Linked DNA regions of Zea mays: region 2 is linked to region 1. Evidence: chromatin contacts called from public Hi-C data. All regions are on one chromosome and are shown on one strand. The core of a region is the stretch at or near the end of the contact, and the rest is flanking DNA. Distances in the headings are between cores, read along the strand shown.

The links. Hi-C and Micro-C count contacts between places; a contact is called where the count stands out from the background.
Region 2: a Hi-C map of bundle sheath shows a contact between it and region 1, with 2.6 times the contacts expected there. The contact joins the promoter of LOC100281920 here to the promoter of LOC103649762 in region 1. A contact is called at or near these places in 2 of 25 Hi-C or Micro-C datasets (bundle sheath and leaf).

The regions. Positions count from the first base shown.
Region 1 is chr3:16,586,408-16,592,607 of Zm-B73-REFERENCE-NAM-5.0, forward strand. It overlaps LOC103649762 (receptor kinase-like protein Xa21), which reads right to left and starts at 2,734. Exons shown (of 2, transcript XM_008675483.4): 1 at 1-2,734. The coding sequence starts at 1,895. LOC109944798 (a long non-coding RNA gene) reads left to right here and starts at 4,342. Exons shown (of 3, transcript XR_002267948.2): 1 at 4,342-5,771.
Region 2 is chr3:17,089,433-17,095,632 of Zm-B73-REFERENCE-NAM-5.0, forward strand. LOC100281920 reads right to left here and starts at 2,838. Exons shown (of 2, transcript NM_001154839.2): 1 at 2,580-2,838.

The DNA.
Region 1 (6,200 bases), core at 1,484-3,983:
ATGATTGAAAAGTTAGTCGAATATCGGAAGATACCCTCCTTTGGCACTTCCCCTTGCAGATTGTTGAATGACAGATCCAATTCTGATAATGCTGTCAAATTCTGTAGGAGCGAAGGAATTGGCCCTGACAAGTTGTTGTGTGCCAGATACAACACCTGAAGATCTTGGATAGTTCCAATGTTACTTGGGATAACACCAGTTAGTTTATTCATGGACAAATTGAGTGCATTTAGACCTTTTATGTTACTCAGAGTTTGAGGTATGCTTCCATCGATTGAGTTATTATCCAATATAAGGTATTGCAGCACAGTGCATTCCCCAATACTCTCAGGTATCTCGCCAGACAATCGGTTCCCAGACAGAACTAGTTGGTTCAGGTTCCCCAAACTACTCATCTCAGAAGGAAGATGTCCCGATAGCGAATTGTATGATAAGTTTAAATAGAGAAGGGATGACAGTTTGAAAATCTCATTGGAAATTGAACCATCGAGGGAGTTCTTTGATAAATCAAGTGTCAACAGATTCGACATGTTGCCTATGCTTGCTGGAATTGGCCCCCCCAAGTTGCAATGATGTGCATCAAAGACATTTAACCCTTTGAGATTTCCAATAGATAAAGGAATGATGCCTGACAAGTCAGTGCTGAACAAATCCATCTCAGTCAAGTTTCCCAGCCTGCCAATGCTCTCTGGAATAACCCCTGATATGAAAGTACTTGACATACCGAGGACTTGTAGGTTGAGCAGATTGCCGATGGCCGATGGTATGCTTCCTGAGATCCCAGATCCATCAAAGCGGAGCGTCTGTAGGCTAGATAGATTCGCTATTGAACTTGGCAGCTGCCCAGTCAAACCGGCGTTGAGGCCGATTTCAAATTCCACGAGCTGGGTGCAGTTTGACAGGGACGTGATGAATTCCCAGCCCTCCTTGTCGTCCGCCTGCAGCAGGTTCCCGTACAGTAATAGGCTTTGCAGAGCTACCAATCTTCCAACTGCACCAGACACATATCCACCGAGCCTATTTTCTGAGAGGTCAAGCATCTGCAGTGTGGTGAGGTTGAAGAGTGAAACAGGGATGGACCCGGTGAACTGGTTAGCATAAAACTCAAGCATCTGCATGCTGTGAAACCTGATGCCTATGGCATCAGGAATTCTGCCATGGAGCATGTTATCACTGAGCTGGAACCTTTCCAACGAGGTTAGGTTGTACAAGGAATGTGGGGGTTCGCCAGAGAGGTGGTTGTCATTGAGGTCGAGGTGCTGGAGGGCCTGGATGGCGCCGATGCCAGGCGGGATGGTGCCGTGGAGCTGGTTGAACCCAAGTGACAGGATGCTAAGCGACGACAGGTTGGCTAATGACGCTGGGATGGTGCCGGTGAGGCTGTTGTTCCAAACACTGAGCACCACGAGATTCATCAGTTTCTCACCCAACTCGTAGGGCACGCTCCCGGTGAGCTGGTTGAAGCGGAGGCGCATGAGGACTAGGCTGGTGCAGGAGCTCAGGTTGGCGGGGACCTCGCCTGAGAAGGCGTTGGAGCTCAGGTCGAGTTCTCGGAGCAGGCGGAGGCGACCGAGGCTGTCGGGGATGCCCCCGCTGAGTGCGTTGGAGCTGAGGTTGAGAGTCCTGAGAAACGACAGGTTCCCGACGGCAGGCGAGAGTGATCCGCTCAGCCCGTGCAAGGGCAGGCTCAGTGCCACCACTCGGCGGTGCTTGGCCCCGCCCCCGCACGTCACCCCCACCCAGCCGCAGAATCCGCCGGCACCGCTACTGTTCCACGACGCAAGCGTGTCGCCGCCAAAGATCGCCGCGGCTTTAAAGGCAATCAGCGCGGCCTCGTCGTCGGCGGCCACCACGAGCGTCAGCAGAAGCAGCAGGCTCACCGAGCGCGGCGCCATGCCTGTGGCCTCTGCAGCGGGCAGTGCGGGGAACAAAACAACGGGTGAGTGATGATTGATTGACCTTCTGGCTTCTGGCAAGTGAGGCTAAGCTGAGATACTTATTCATGTTCCTCCGTGACGTGCATGCTTGCTTGCCGCCGGATCATTTGCACTTACGTCCAAGCACGTAGCTGCAGATGAGCCATTGACGGTCTGGTCTTACACGACAGTGACCGGATGCATGATATGCTTCCGCTTACGTACGGCACCTTCGCTCTTGGTTTGAATTCAACGAAATGCTGAATTAACGCCGTGTGTTAATGCTTGCAACATTCATACCTGAGGTTCTAGACATACCAAAGTTTAGTTAATCTAAAAAATATTTGTTTATTTAATCTAAATATACTAAAATATATATAATTTAGTAGTTGATAACATCCAAATAGAATCCCAGCCTCTGTTTGGTTCCTTTAGTTCATGGAATAAAGTTTAGTCTATGGACTAAAGTTTAGATCTAATCTTGTTTGGTTCTGGTGACTAAAAGTATTTAGAATACATTAAATGGTTTATAACAAGACTAAAATGTCTCTTATAAATTTCCTATCATTAGTGCAACTGAAACAAATAAGGGACAAAAGGTGAAATTAACATGGTTTAGTTCTTTTTCGTCAGACTTTAGAGACTAGGTACTAAAGTAGTTTAGTCTTTGTTTTAGTCCCACTATTTCACAATTTAGATATTAAATGAGACTAAAATAGAGGGACTAATTTTTAGTCCTTTAGAACTAAATAGGGCATTGCGCCAACATGAAACATAGGACGCACATGGATTAATTTAGGCTTTGTTTGGTTGCGTCTTTATCAAAGTAGATTGAGAAGGATTAAATCTATTTTAATTGAGATGCAACTGAACAAGAGACTTTATGGTGCGTTGCATGGATTTCCCTACTCGGGATGCGAGTCTATTTTTTACTTCTGTTTTTTCAAGTTTACACATATATCCCTTCTTATTGAAATGAACGGACAATTTGACCATTTTCCATTATCACTATCAGTATTTAACAGTATTAATAAAAACACATTCATACAATTGTACCATTGTCCCTTCTTTTATTAACTGTTTGCAAATTTAGCCACACTTTTATATTAAAGTTTGGATATTTCTGATATAAATTTGATCGTAAACTTTTAAAAACAATATTTTAACTTTGACTTTAAAATTAATATCAAAATTGATAAAAATAAATTGAATTTACCATTATTTTTTAACAAATGTGACATATTTTAACCGTGATATATATATTTGAAATAATAATTAAATTGTTGTTATTTTTTCAAAATTCAATTTATTAATTTTTTTTCTCTTATGAGGTGTTAAAGCACACTGAGTCAATTTTGAGACATTCCAAATTCTCTATTGTCATATTGTCAATTGCTCGAGGTAGAGAGGTAGAATGGTAATCGTACATCCAATTTAAATTTGTTAGCCTCGATGATGAACCGTAGCCGATAGCTGTATGGGTATGTTGTTCGAGTGATCAAAAGGGAAAGTGTGTTCTAATGGTGATTCTAATCGACATAGATCATATATACAAGGACTAGTACACTACACTATGACTACAAGCAGCTAGCGAACGCACACTTAGCGCGTTGTCGCGTCACATTAGTAGTTTACGACGATTTGTTTTTTCTAAGATTACAACAGGCTCGTCTATTCGTTTATTAGATTTCCAACAAGCTGCAATTAATAAATAGCTAATGAAACTATCAAATGGTAAGTAAACTAATACCAGCTCTAAAAATACATAGTATATATTATATACTTGGTACATATTTAGGGGCCCATAGCTTGAGGTCCTAGAGCGGCCACCCACCCTGCTCCCCTCAGGGCCGGCCCTGCAACTAAGTTATGCTCATAGATTTGTACATACGAATCTTTTTGTTATATTGTCGCTGTGATTTTAATCCGGCTATAGTTATGACCTCTACAGTGTTTTATCTTTATAAATTGTAGCAGCAGCAGCTGCGGTTGTAGATCAGCTGGCTGTAGTTAACAAACAGTCCAAGGCTGTTTGAGGTTTTGAGCATACCATGTTCACACAACAAACGAAAAGTCAATGCTTTGTCCATTCTTTCTCCACCTAGAACTGCAGCCATTGGTTAGCCGTTCAATATTTTCACCGTCCAAAGCAATAACCAAAGAATCGTCGGCATGTGGAAATTCCGTGGAAGAAAGAAAGGAACCATGTGGCGCTTTCTTCTCGTAGATGCCACAGAACTCGGTAAGTCAGCAGCACCGAGCCGGCGAGCACGTTGGTTTCTGAATGCAACCCGGAGGAGCTCTCTGACTGACGTCGTCATTGCAATGGGCCGACGGCCGAGCAAACTAGCTCCTGTGCCTGGGCCCAATAGCGCACAAAGCAAACACGCGTTTCCAGTTTTACGTCTCCTACGTCAAAGACTTCGGGAAGCAAGTGACGGAGGTCGCCAAGTTGGTCCCACAGCAGGAAGCCCACCAAATCCAGCGAGATCCAGGCCGTCTTGGCCTCGCCCTCTCGGCGGACATCACCAAGCACACCGGTTGTCTCCTCGGGCACCACCAAGCCACCTGGCCTTCACCAAGTTCACCTCATCTTAGGTTAGCCTCTAGGACTGGAAATAGTAGCAGTGGTATTGGTAGTCGTGCCTCAGTTCATCTCATTACCTGCTATTCCCTACTGGTAGCCGTGCTGCCGTGGTAATACACTAATACCAGTAATGAGTTGGAATGGATTATATGGATGTAATCAGTTTGGACTTGGGGTTGCAATGTGGATCATGATGACGCTAATGAGGTGGTGTCCCTAAATGGATCTGTAGTAGTGGTTACTTCTTAATCGCTTCTTTTCGAAAGGAATGCTTATTACTTGTCACTTCTGATCTAGATCGTTCTTATTGTGATTGTTCTCTGCTGGTTAGTTTTTTTCTTTGTTATGTGAAATATTGGATGACAAAATTCGGAATTGAAGTGGTAGTTTGAAAATCTCTATGGGAGTTGAGTTGTTCAGACGGTTCGTCACATATCAAGGTCATACAGGTTCTTCAGCTTGCCTAGTTAAGTTAAAACTGGTCCTTTAAGATTGCTATTGAATGCAGGCATACAACAATTTTTAGCAAACTTTGAGGGATTTCCAATAGAAGAATGTATGAGCCTGGCAAGAGGGTGTTGTAGAAACCTAATTCAACTAAGTTTGCCATGGTTAAATACTTAAATTTCTTCTGATGTTAAACTTTATCTTCCTTTTTTAGACAAACATAGTTTCAAGGAAGGTATGCGGACAATCACCTATGGTGTTGATTGTTCAAGAATCACATCAGTACCACTCATTCTTTGTTATTCTGAATGTTTGCTACATTTATAACTAGCTTGTGGGATTTGGACTGGGGTGGGTGTTTGAAACTTTTCAGCTTTCATATGGCAGGATTTGGACTCACATCTTATTACCAATTATTCATAAAAAAACATACTGACAACCAGTGAGACTCTCCATTGTTGATCTGTTTGACATATTTACAAAACATCCTTTAGACTTGCATGCACCTATTTACAGAAATATGAGTTGTTGACAATGGAAGGAGAGGATATTGACTAATACATCTCAATGACAATCCTCAAGAAAAGGAGGCACATTGACGTTGAGGACACTCTGGACCTTATCTGGTGTCAATAAATGCAGGTTGTTTATTTAGACAGAAAATGATAGAGATGCAGCATCATATACATATCCGGTTATGTATACCAAGGACCATATGGAGTCTTATGGCCCATTTTCAGTTTTACTACTTAATTATCGTTGCAAATTACTGCAGAGTTGTCCACTCCACATTCCACCATAGGCGATCTGCTAATATGGAGGTACGAATCTCTGATAGCATTCATTTCAGTGGCTGCATCATGTATGAGTGTTCTTTCCCTAGGCTGTTTCTTTGAGCATGATATTCCAAGAGCAAATACTGAAGCCAAGCACTTTTCAATTCTATATCTTGTGGTGCTGTCAAATGCACCTGTGTGAATCCACATCGTTGTATCGGCTATCTCCCATATTCTCTCTGGTAGAGCATCCCCTGAAAACCTGTGTAGATCTAAAGAACCACTAAACATATCATCTGTTGGGCTCCTTCCCGTAAACATCTCAAGCAGTAATATCCCAAGGCTATAAACATCACCAATAGTTGACACAGAAGAACCTTCACCATACTCTGTTTGTGCCAAAAAATGTATTTGTTATTATGCCATATAATGTCTATAAATTAGTAATAACAAAGACATACACAACATATTTTC
Region 2 (6,200 bases), core at 1,588-4,087, 500 kb after region 1:
CCGGCCGGGAGGCGCAGTCACGGCTCGCCCGAGGCCAACCTCATGCAGGAGAAACAGTCACGGCTCGCCCGAGGCCACCCTCGGGCGGGAGACGCAGTCATGGCTCACCTGAGGCCACCCTCAGGCGGGAGACGCAGTCACACCTCACCCAAGGCCAACCTCACGTAGTCACGCCTCGCCCAAGGCCAACCTCGGGCAAAAGACGCAGTCACGCCTTGCCCGAGGCCAACCTCGGGCGATAGACGCAGTCACGGCTCGTCCGAGGCCACCCTTGGGCGGGAGACACAGTCACGCCTCGCCCGAGGCCAACCTCGAGTGGGAGACGCAATAACGGCTCGCCCGAGGCCACCCTCGGGCGGGAGACGCAGGTTCTTATGACTGATATTTATAAAGGGCACTTCTTTGCAATCCTAATGACTGATATTTTGTAGGTTCTTATGCCCTGGAAATTCAACGATTTAAATGAGGTAACCAGTATACCACGTCGCTTCAAGAACATAGATATGCGTAGGTAATAAGCATTTAACAAATAGTTTGTGTTCCGTTGCAACGCATGGGCACCATACTAGTTGGTTGTGAAGAGTGAAACGTTATTTTTTTTCTTTTCTTCCTCCCTACAACGGTTCCCTACCTTCTAGTCGACTCTGACCCCTGTCCACCCATCGCCTTCAACGTCACCAACCCCAACCACAACTGGAACCGCTACCACACCGCATCAAGGGTCGTCGTGCCCGTGCCCGTGGTTGTATTCGGAAAACTCGTCCTCTACCACGTGCACGCTCACCATCGCCAACCCGCTCACGAGCAATTCCCTCGCCGCCTAGCAGTTGTAACTTGTAAGCCATCGCCATGTACAGCGCCGGACATATTTTCGTTAACTGCGCTACGAGCCTCGGCCTCCGCCCCACCACGTCATGTTGTGGAAGCAATGGATGGGCCTCCAAGAGGCGGTCATCTACCACACCCACGACGTGTTGCTGGCGCTAAGCTCCATCATGGTGACAGCCATGGCAGTCAAGGACTTCTTCCGGTGGCAATTTGTCGAGTCCCCGTGTCGGGAAGGGTGGTGGTCAGCGACGCGATAGCTCGTGGAAGATGCTAGGTGCAGCCTCGACGAGCTCAAGGATGCGGCAAGGCTGATAGGCAACGCCGTGCTCTACAAGTTCTTCACCACCTGGATGATTCTGACGCGCGCTTAACTAAAGGCGCATTGCTGATGGCGATGCCTTGCCTCCTTTTGCAACTTGTTACTCATTTGATTCGATTTTTGTGTGTGCATTTGAATAAGTGGTTCTTTGCTGGTACAAATGGAAATGGCCTGATACGCCTGTGTTGATAAGATTGTAATGGTCCTTGTGCAAATGTGACTTAGTTGTTCTTCTAGCCTCCTAGAAAAGGTAAAAGTAACAAGAAAGAGTGCCTGAATTGAAGACATGCATGATCCATCATCGAACTATAAACATCAGGCATTCTATAGCTTGTTAATATATTTTTCAGTTATTTTGTTGCATAAATATTGAATGTTTCCTACTCATCTATATTTATGAAATATTAATTGAATGTTGTAATAGTGAAAAATTATGTCAATTCTAAAAAACATTGTACTACAACCAGTTTGAGTATAAACAATCTATGTAGCCCTCTCAAGGGCATTGTAGACAAATCACGTGAAATCTACGGTTTCACAACAGTTTCAACCAAAGGATTTTCAGTTTTGCATAGCGGGCAACTCAAAGTAGATTTTTCACAATAGACAGCTTACAACAACTTTTTCACAACCGAACCAAACGCACCCTTATATGTTGCAGATGATAGCTGCTAAGAAGCTCAGCCCACTATTAAAACATTGCGTATAGTATTGCATGACTTGAAAAAAGGGATGATTACAAGTTATCAACCCATGTGAAAAGTGAAATCATTGTTTCGAGTAGGTGCTCATTCCAGAAGATGTAAGGTTGACTCCAGCTGAGTACCTATCAGGGCACCTAAACCCATTATATATATCTAAATAACATTGTAGCATCTCCATCAGGTAACCTATAATCGATACTCATTCTAGATACGATGTGGTAGAATACCTAATATAGATGACCATCTTTTCAAACGTGTATTTGGATACCGGATACCCGATTGGACATGGTAACACTTAGGTCTCTTCTTTCGGCTAAATGCGTAAACCAAACGTGTATTTGGATTTCCAGTTCCGCATATCCTTGGAGTTAGACAAATGTAATTTAAGGAATGAACCTATGTCAGTTACTCGGTTGTCACCTACGGTGAGAAGAGGTCAAAGGGTATATGAAATGGACTGACGTCAAAGAATAAAAACACACGGAAAAATAAGATTTTTTTCCCGCGGGGGGGGGGGGGGGGGGGGGGGGGGGGGGGGGGGGGGGGGGGGGGGGGGGGGGGGGGGGGGGGGGGGGGGGGGGGGGCTCAGATACCTACCTCAATTAATGTGTGCAAATTTCACACCAAACCTGTCCGTAATTGGGTCAGATCCCAAATAGCTATACAGGTACCTTAAATTTGGGTTGTCCTTTTGAACAGGATGGAGGAAAGAGAACGGGCGAGCATACCCGGTACCGGGGAAGGGGCAGACGAAGAGCTGGCGAAGGGGCCGTGACAGTCGCCGGCGAAGGTGACAACGAAGACCTGGCAAAGGGCGTTGGCAGCCGCCGGTGAAGGGGACAACGAAGACCTAGAGAACGCCGTCGACGCTCGCCCGCCCGCCCGCCTGCCACTGTCGTCACTCGTCGCTGCCAGGAAAGGAAAGTGGAGAGAGAGAGAGAGAGAGAGGGAGAGGGGTGAACGGGGAGCAGACGAGCAGTACGGAACAAAGGATAAGCTTAGAGTCGAGAACGCAAGTACGCAACAGGCAGCGGCAGCGGCACACGTATTCCTGATTTTTTTAGTAAAATACAATTCCGGACCTTAGACTTGTCGGTCCATAAAATTTAAAATATATTATCTCTTAAAAGCTCAATCGAACTTCAGATGTCTTAATAGGTTGTTGTAGCTACGTCCATATGTCAATCTTTGTGATCTGTTGCACCCGATACACCCTTCTACCTCCCTATTATGCCACCGTGGCACGCCCTAGTCGCTAGGCTACCATTTCTGCATTATTTCCAGCAGTTCACTCATATGGTCAGCTAAAACACTATTTTACATTGTAGATTATATTATTTGCAGAGTAGAGTTGAATATGGGGCTGCTGGAGATAGTCTTAGCTAAGCTCGTCACCCGGCCGCCTTTACTGCCTCCCTGCTTCCTTAACACGAGTTCACCTAACCACCCTCTGTCCTTCCCGCTAGCTCTAGTCCACGACCCCTCCGCTGCCTCGCAGACTAGAACGCCTGATGGCGGACGGGTCGGAGGCACTGACATGTCACCAGAGTCGAAAGCTATGCCGTCAACCGACAAGGGAGAGGAGATATGGGGAACGTTGGAGGAGCTACTACTAGCGTGTGCCATGACCCAGCACGGCACGACGAGCTAGGACTCGGTGGAGGTGCAGACATGGAGCCCCGTGGCGACGCGGCCCAGCTTCATGCCGCACAACTACTACCTCCGCTTCTTCCACCTTAATTGTTGCTTCTCCACCATCGCCAGCGGTGGGGGGAGGATCTCATGATGAGCGGATGCTGGAGGCAATCTGCAATGTGCTCAGGCGGTAAGACAAGTACGTATAGTGTCGGCAAGTCCGACAGCTCCAACGTCGCGCGAAGGGGATCACATTCTTCTCTGTTGTCTTGCTGGTGGTGGTCTCCTACTCCGTCCCCGCCCCTTAGCGTCGGTGACCACCACGGCCATGCCCATCGCTAGCTAGTGGAGGCGCAGGGTCAGTGGATACACCACCACGCGGAAGCGCTTCTCGTGCGCGACGATGGATGGTCGCGTCAGCTAGGAGCTCAAGGTGCGCGAGGGTCATGAGGTGTGGGCCGGGGGGGAGCTTGCTACCGTCGATGGGCACCATAAGCCCCACGCCGTCAGCTTCCCCTCCCACGTGTCGGCTTAACAAAGAAGGGTTTATTTCGGTCATAACAGGTCTATTTCGATCCGTTAGGACGTAAATGAGACCCGAACAACAATTGAACCTTTAAGAGGCATACTTCAAAAGTTATGGATCGGGATGACACATCTCGACAACTTTAAGGACCGAAATTGTATTTTTACCATTTTCTTTTAAAAAGCAATGAGTTCTGCTCTGATTATTTATTTTATTTCTCTCATGTCATCTACACCTTTCGTTATAAATTATAGTTTATTCTAACTAATATGTGTATATAGCTTTTACTATACACATATTTTATATTTAAATACTGTAGTAAAATGTTTGTAGGTTTGAAAGACTTGTGTTTGGAATAAACAGATTAACCAATAATTGAGACCATATTTGTTGATGGTTGTATTAATGAACTCTTTGTGCCTAGTACAACAATTTATGGAATTATCTTACATCAAAATGTTTTAGTTTGATCATGTGAACATGTGATTGATATGTGGCCACGATGTTTAAGTATGATGAGTGGCTGTCAAGAAGATGATCGGTTTTAGCTTAGTGTTACCAAAAAATAGAAAGACTTGCTTTGTAACACCCGGTCACACCGGGTCTAGCGGTACTTACTCCTAGTAGCCCTCTAGGACCATATAACATCCCCACGGACCAACACGAGTCTTTTGTGCGCACTTTGTCCTCACTCATGTACACACTAGAAAACTTCTCGGTCGGTCACACATCCCAAGATTGCTCTAGGCCAAGCACGCTTAACCAGAGGTTCTTTCGAGATAGGCTTCCGAAAAAGAAGATGCACCTTGTTGGTATGGGTACTCTATTAATTCTATTATGCCTTGGGCCAGGATATCACAATCCACCGGACATGATATCACATGCTTTGACCCTTAGGAGTAGGTAACTCATTCGCTATCCTTGTTTCTATTGCATTCTATGTCATTATATCACATTTTGTTCAATGATTCACTTTGATGGAAGGAAAGAGCATACTCAAGTTCAATAGTATAATATGTTTCTTGCCTTTATGTTGTGCAGATGTGAATCACAAAGACGGTGTCAACGACGAAGGTAAAAGTCATGTGGGTTTGTACTTGTAGGTTGGAAGCGATGAAGGGTGAACATTGGTGTCGGCGTTTCAACCCCGGGGGGGTCCCTGGATCGATGAGTAAATTGTCGCTGCGTGTCCCAGCCCAGATGGGTCGGCGCGAGACGGGACACAAAGGGGGGAGAACAGTAAGGGGAAACCGCGGCCTTCGTGTTGTCCTGCGCCCAGGGCGGATGGATGCGCTTGCAGTAGGGGGTTACAAGCGTTCGCGTGGGAGAGAGAGAGAGAGCGAGAGCCTTATGCGTCGGCCCGTTCTCCCGCGCGGCCAACCTTCCGTACGAGAGCCCTGGACCTTCCTTTTATAGACGTAAGGAGAGGGCCTAGGTGTACAATGGGGGGTGTAGCAATGTGCTAACGTGTCTAGCAGAGAGGAGCTAGTGCCCTATGTACATGCCGTCGTGGCTGTCGGAGAGGTGTTGCTGCCCTGTTCATGTGATGTCGTGGCCGTCGGAGGAGAGCTAGAGCCCTGCAGAAGTACAGCTGTCGGGGCTGTCGGATCCTTGCTGACGTCTCCTTGCTGACGTAAGGGGCTGGGAGCTACCGTCGTCATGGAGCGTGCGGGGTGTCATCATTACTTATTTACTGGGGCGAGCCAGATGGGACGCCGATCTTGTTCCCCATAGCCTGAGCTGGCTAGGGGCAGGGTAATGATGGCCCCCTGGCGACGTGGCCGGTCTGGGCCCGAGTTTGGGCGAGGTGGCGATTCCTCCGAGGTCGAGGTTGAGTCCGAGCCCTGGGGTCGGGCGAGGCGGAGTCCATCGTCTTCCGGAGCCGAGGCTGAGTCCGAGCCCTGGGGTCGGGCGAGGCGGAGTTTGTCGTCTTCTAAGTCGTGGTTGAGTCCGAGCCCTGGGGTCGGGCGAGGCGAAGTCCATCTTCCGAGGCCGAGACGGGGGCCGAACCCTGGGGTCGGGCGAGGCGGAGCTTCCTATGTCGCCCGAGGCTGGACTTAGCCGCTGTCGACCTCACTCTGGCGAGTGTCACGACAGTCGGAGCAGGGCAGGCGGCGCTGTATTCCTATCAGGTCGGTCAGTGGAGCGACGAAGTGACTGCGGTCACTTCGGCCCTGTCGACTGAAGA